2 separate regions of the Anas platyrhynchos genome follow, and region 2 is linked to region 1. The links are chromatin contacts, called in public Hi-C maps. All regions are on one chromosome and are shown on one strand. The core of a region is the stretch at or near the end of the contact, and the rest is flanking DNA. Distances in the headings are between cores, read along the strand shown.

Evidence for each region. A called contact is a pair of places that touch in the nucleus more often than the background predicts.
Region 2: a contact with region 1 is called in a Hi-C map of liver, with 4 times the contacts expected there. The contact joins the promoter of GTPBP4 here to the enhancer-like site in region 1. A contact is called at or near these places in 4 of 8 Hi-C or Micro-C datasets (F5 follicle, liver, skeletal muscle and 1 more).

Annotation. Positions count from the first base shown.
Region 1 is chr2:148,548,459-148,551,803 of IASCAAS_PekinDuck_T2T, forward strand. It overlaps WDR37 (WD repeat domain 37), which reads right to left. Exons shown (of 14, transcript XM_072033820.1): 3 at 972-1,068. Among named protein-coding and RNA genes, the nearest start is that of WDR37, 14 kb to the right of the region's middle. Within about 2 kb of position 1,668, at least 6 of the 8 cell types and tissues checked have an H3K27ac peak or open chromatin away from gene starts, as enhancers often do. A contact at or near this core is called in F5 follicle and subcutaneous adipose tissue, where this site is marked.
Region 2 is chr2:148,582,092-148,585,718 of IASCAAS_PekinDuck_T2T, forward strand. GTPBP4 (GTP binding protein 4) reads right to left here and starts at 1,341. Exons shown (of 17, transcript XM_038174948.2): 1 at 1,184-1,341; 2 at 349-519. The coding sequence starts at 1,231.

The DNA.
Region 1 (3,345 bases), core at 418-2,917:
TTGGAAGGAGAAGGGGGTCATAAAATACTTTTCTTGCTTCCAGCCAACTTCACAGCAGGAAGCCAAAAACTGAGGTGTGCAAATTGTCACTACTGCAAGAAGTGTGCAGTATTTCTGACGGCCTTTAACCAACACTGTCTCCAGTTTTTAAAATAAGAAAAAAGCAGCACATTTTCCAAAAGCATGCAGGAGTGTTTTTGTAACATGAGTGTTTGCTTTAACTGTGATAACAGATTAGCTTTGGAAAAAAGTTTGACTTGGAGCCAAGACAGACAGATTCCACAATTCAGAAGCCAAGCCATGCAACACAGCTTCTAGAACGCAACAAGGAAAATTTAGCAGGGGCTTCACAATATGGTTGCTTGTGTTACTTACTCTGGGTCCTCTTACATCACTTTAGATCATTTATATCACAATACAGTCATTACACATAGAACATTTTTTCCAGATAACACCTGGGATTTTTAACTGACTGCTCAACTTCAAAATTCATGAGCAGCTGCAGGTGCTGGTTATGCAATTCGTGAGGTAGTATGATCCAGAAACGCTACATTTTATACTGTTGTGGTGTGGTTTTCTCTTTTGTTTTAAGACAATTTCTGACTAAAATTACATCATTAAAATGAAGCCTGTAAATATATATTGCAGTCACAGTCTCAAACATCAATGGCTGCACAGTTACTGCCAGATTAAAATGGTATAAAACCAAACGTGCAGCGACAAGGAGACAGCCACTTCCCTTTCTCTGCCAAGGAGGGTATCACACATTAGTTCTCACTACTTGCGTCAAAGAGCTAAGAAAGTTATTTTTTCTGAAAGGGGACAAACTTATGTCTTTCACTACAAGTTCACTACAAAACAGTTCTTGAATTCCTCACCAAAAAATACATTAAATTTCAGTATCCAGTGTAAACTCTTCCAATTCCTAAGTACAAACAGTTCTTAAGTTGCTGAAAGAAAGATATACTCACATTCCAAATTTTCAATATACAGGTTTTCAAACTCCCGCTCTATTTGTCCAAAAAGTTCAAGGAGTGTGTTCCGAACAGAAGATGGTAGCTTAGAATCCTAGAAGGCAAAATACCGGATTTTATAGTTTTATTTAGATATTATTATCTATGTATAGATATAGATATTATATATATATGTGCATACATAGAAAAGTTTACTCTGAGCTGCATTTGCCTTTCAATCTTATGCCAATTTTAGAAGTTTTCTACCTCTTGGCAAAGAGGGAAATTAAAGCTTCTTCTAGCACCGAACACAAAAAGTTTTGGGGACATTTCTGTGCAAATAATTCATTTTACATATGCTTTCTCTTTCAAGGGACAGAATTCAAATGACCATTTTTTTTTATTATTTTTATTAGAGAAAAATTATAAAAATATAACAATAAAGGAAAAAAAAAAGGTGAAAAAATGTATTATGAAGTCAAGATGCTTCTAGTTCAAGAAGAAAAATACCTCTGGTTGACAAAGTAACTTACAAGTTGACTATGCATTACCTCAAAAAAGTGCTTTGTTATGATATCTACTACTAAACCTACGGACAAACTAAGCTTTTCAACAGTCACCTATTTTTGTCACTAGCCATAATTAAGTGTGAAAGAAACAGCAATCTCTAACCCATCCCTCCTCCATATTATTCAAGAACCTCCCTGTTGCAGAAAATGCTTTGAGATAAGTTTGCAGAAAAAGGCTGAATTTTTTTCAGCATTATCAGCACCACAGTTCTGAGGCATAAAAACGTGTGATAAAACCACTAATGCGGGATTTAAAGGGCCCAACTTCAGTATGCAGTTCAACACAAGTTTCTGAAGGCAAACTACTAAAATTTTATTAATCTGCCTCTGAAATACCACCCTGTCACTGAAGAAACCCATACCGTACCACCAACAGCTGAGCACTGATTTCTGTTGGGATTCAAGGTCCCCACTCTATCAGTTACTGAAGAGCTTTGAGAAGACAGCGAGTACAGGAGAAGGCTGCAGCACACTGATAAACTTGCGACCCAGTACTAACAAACATGTTATAAAATTTAAAGCACGGTATGCTACTAAAAAGGAGTACATTAGAAGGGAAAAAATACTGTCATAAGGATGATAACTGTAGTAAATTAATCCAATAGCTGGCTTAATCTACAAATATGGATCGAAGGACGAGCTGTCCTTGTACACCATGAAAATAAATTATGCTAAAACCGTTATTTTCTTCTGCTGCAGATAGACCACAATATGGGCTTACTGCAGTTATCATTTACCTACTTAGCCAGTTATTTGGAAATTTCCACTTAGTGAGCCCTACCCTAACATTGAAAAAGCTCAACTATTCCTTTGTAGCATATCTAGCCTGTCATCTTGGAGTTCATCTAGCAAATACAGGGAATGTGCCTATCAGCAACTCAAAAAATAAAAAAGTACAAGTATATACCTTCAAAGTCTTGAAACCATCAGCTCTGAACAAAAAAAAAGAAATTGAGTCAGCTCCTGCCACAGCACAAACCACCACTACTTGAGGTCTTGGAAGTACAGGAAAACCATTACTGAGTGGAACATTAATACAGAAAACCACCCAAATTATAGTGAACTTCATTATTTCAATGCAAGTTACAGAATAATTATAGCTTGTTTTGTTCTTACGTGTCCCAGCAAACCCAAACCAAAAGAAATAGTTTCCATTCCTATACTCTGACTGCAATATGAACAAGCGTGTGCACACTAGCCATTAGAGGGCAGCATGCATCTTTGATCAAGTCAGCATCTAAGCGATCAGAATTTAGCCTAACATTCTGGTTCATACATTCAGCACGACTGACTATAGAGAAACAGAAAAGCCTATCACGATCTTCATTTTGTATTAGCTAATCGGTTGTCTCTGGATATCCAGCTTAGAGAGAAAAGCAAGAGAAACCACTGCCAGCCACAACACAGAGCACACCCGCTTTGTGCACAGCTCTGTCTTACACCTGTTTCATGGCTACTTTCAACTGGGAAAAGCAGGTAGGGTGCTGAAAGAAGCAGTCCTACACTCCTCGTGCCTCCCCAGTTACTCTGTTCTCCATCGTCATCTGCCTCCCCCCGGACAGGGTACTTCTCTTCACACATTCACAGAGAACCAGAATATCAAACAGATCCAGATTAAAACCAGCCTGGTATAAAATTGATTAAACAAGAATACTACACAAATTAAACACTACCAAAAGAAATACTGAAATTCAAACAATTATTTCTGATTCAACTACCCGCTAATTCCATACAGCAAGGTTATAAAGGATACTAGGCTAGCCTTCTAAAACTGTAGAAACACGGAAGGAAAAGTAAGGAAAGTTTTTATTCTACTTCTCAGA
Region 2 (3,627 bases), core at 91-2,590, 33 kb after region 1:
ATTAAGAAGAAGTACACCAACACAACATAGGAAAAAGAAACTTTCTCACTCATCATTTAACAGCAGTTTCTGGCCAACATCACCTGATCAGCTAAAACCTTGAAAATGCATCCTTTGGCAATCACCCAGGGGCACAATTCTGACTTTTCTTAGTAGGAATAAAGTATTTTTGTAGAACAAGTTTCCTAAATTTACTCTAAAAAAAATCTACTGAGAGTTATTCTAAATCTTCCATGCAGCGAATCAGCACTGTGCTGCTCAGGCCAAACTAAGCTCTAATAAAACCACTGTTACAGAATAATTTCTGATTCCTGAAGTTCCTTTATGATCAAATGAACAAATACTTACATCTAATTTGGGGAAGTCTGTTAAGATCTGAGTGAGCCTATCGTGGTAATTCTGTTGAGTATATTTGACTTTTCGCATGTAAAACTGTCGAATCCGATGGATTTGGTAATGTTTATGAATGACGGTTGGGGTCTTTCGCTGAGTCTTTGACAATGTCAAATCTATGAAGTCCTGCAATCAAATAAATGTTATTAATCATGCAAGCTGTCAAGTTTTAATGAAGCGATAAAGCTTTAATTGTATTTTGGTGGAGGAGCGGGCAGAGCAGTTAGGCCCATTAAGTGATGTGGCCCATGCCACTGCTCTGCAATGGATGAACTGAGCATGTTTTAGAATAAAACACCTGAAACACAGACTTTTATCTCCAAGCAGTAACAGAATGTGCATTCTGAGTGGGGTTTTCCTGCCAATTATTGAAGGACTGGCCTCCTCTCCCCAGCAGAGCTCGGGAAGCGGCCCCACTAATGCAAGCCCGCTGCTATGGAACGAAACTCCTTCATTAGACCAGGAAATAACTTTATTTTAGATAAATGCACGGCGGTGAGACTGAGCGTGACGCTGGGGGGGAGAACAGACGGGATTCCTGTCAGGGCCAGCCCCGCCAGGGCAGAGCCGCGGGACCCCACCTCAGGCGCCCCCCCCCCCCGCGCCCTGCATGGTACAGCCCGCCGCGCCGCCCCGCACTGCCCCAGGGCGAGCCCATGAGCCTGGGGGGGGGGGAGGGGAAGCGAAGGCCGCGGCCACGCCGGGCAGCGCGGGCGGCGCTCCCCTGAGGCGCGGCGGGCGCAGGGGCTGAGGGACGGGGGCGAGGGGGGGATGGCGACGGGCGCCCTACCTTGGCGGACGGCACCACCGTGATCTTCTTGAAGTTGTAGAGCGCCATGCCGGCAGGCTGCCCGAGCCCCACGCTGCCGGAAAGGGAGAAAAGAGGCCGTGTCTCTCGCGAGAGCCCCGAGCTTCCGTGCCGGGGAGGCGGGCAGAGAGGGAGGGAGGGGAGCTGGCCATGACGGGAGGGGTCAGGGTGCCAGTCCTGCTGCACGCCCAACCTCCACAGTCTGTCCTGCTGTCTTATTAAACTCCATTTCTGTTTACCTTGTTGAGAATTTTTTTCATTGCACGTGTGTGTGTGTGTACAGATCCAGCTGCCACCAAAAGGGTAATGGCTCAGAGGGGCCGCGTGTGGGGCACCAAGAACAGCAGCATGAATCCAGCAGGGTTGTGGGTATCGGTGTGTGTGTGCATGTAACTGGGAGACCTGGGGGTCTGAGGGCCAGATACGGGATGGTTCCTGTGTCTGGGGCTCATTTTGTGAAGGGGTGCACAGGGCAGGGCTGTGTGAGAGAGTCCTGAGCAGCAGCAGCTGGAGCAGGGCTGTGGGCTTGTGAGGTTCACACATCAAAGTGCCAGAAACTGTGGAGATCAGGAGATAGTGGGCCAAAACTACCTGCCCAAGACCAGCTACTTGATCTATTTTGTCCATTTTCTGCTAGTTATGCTGATCAGGCAGAAAGGGGACGAGGACCAGGACGTTCCACCTGGTGTCTGTGTGTGTATGCTCATTCTGGGTATGCACCCAAACAACCCCAAACACACATCCTCTCACTTTTTTTTTTTTTTTTAATAACTTTTGGTGGCTTGTCTCACACAAAATTGTAAAACCTTTAAGATAAAGGCATAGCTTGAGTGAATTCTGGAGCAGTTTGTGATCTTGACTACACCTTGTGCTCCATTCTTTGTTGCTTATCTCCAGCAAACATGAGACCCAAACATAGACCGAGGACATAAACTTGAAATGTACCTAAATGCAGGCATGCAATGCACTGTGCCTGTCTGTCCCTGTTTAATACTTGACACAAACAATAGGCTGGCATGCACTGAAATATATCTGTTTTAGATAAATTACATTTTATGTGATACACTTTGGAAAATAAGTTAGATTAAGAATTGACAATTCTTTGGCTTCCACACATTTTTTCCTCTCTCTACACAAAGCATGACATTTTCCACTTGAGAGAATCTAGTCAAGTATTACTCTGCCACTGCCCATTTTTCTACAGTACTAGAAATTCAAATGCACAATTCCTTCCACAGTTCCTTTATTTCATCATGTTACTAATTTTGCTGACACGCTCCAATGCCACAGAAATTTTTAAGGTATTAGAAAATTAAGAGTCCCTATAATCAGTCAAGCCAGTAGCTAATCCTTTCCAGAAATTAATTTCCGTAATGACTGTATGAGCATCATTTGATCATAAACACGCTGTTAGAACCATCCCTGTTGCTATAGCCTCTCAACCATGCTGCAGCTGCCCCATTATGATGAGCGCGCTGCTTCATAAATATTTTGATAATAATACTTCAGCCTGCTTTCCTGGTGCGTTCTTGAAGCAGTGAGATTTGGCTTCACATTTTATGTGTGTCGCATTTTGCCTCCAAAAACATAGGTTTAGAGAACAGAAGGAGCTCTTCCCTAGCATATCCCCAGGACTTCCCAGTTTCTGGCACTTTTAGATGTGGACTCTGATCCCCACAGCCCTGCTGCACTTGCTGGTACCCAAAACAGTGACACACAGATGTGCACTGTGCACCCCTTCACAAAACTGACCCCAGACACTGGGATCATTCAATAGCTGCCCCCTGTGTGCCCCGTTCTCACACAGCCTGTACATTGCTACTCTCCTGAGCAGTTTTGAAGAGAACTAGTTCTTTCCAAGACGAAATGTGGGTACTGTGCTGGATATTGTCCTCTGGAGACTTCTTCCAGGAGCCAAGAGAGATGAGACCTTATCAGGTTGTTTTTCTTTCAGTCCACATGCTTCTTTCCCCAGCTGGCCTTCTGCACTCCGATGTCCATGCCAAACTCAAGGCATAGTTTCATGTTTTAAAAAACATTGCTCCAGTAGACTGTAATTCATACCACTTTGAAATTAAAAACAAAATTGGTTTTGTGTCTTGTACAAGAGCAGCTAATAGCACCCAGCAGGACCCAGACCATGCTCAGAGAGGTGCTCAGGAAAATCAGCATGGGAATGGGCATCATGAGGGAACCAAGAAAACTCTGTAACAAATACCCCTGCAGGACACATGAGATTTCTGCTGTGCCTAGCTATGACATAGTTTCCCTGAAGTGTCAGCTGAAAATTCCCAAAGTAGCCTCAGATTTGGGGGTTTGGGTCTGAATTTGATTTGTTCAAGGGTTTGTTGTGTTGGGTATACTTAACAAATTTGAGTGTTTCAATTAGACAGAGCAAATATTTGCTTTCTTAGCCCACAAAATGA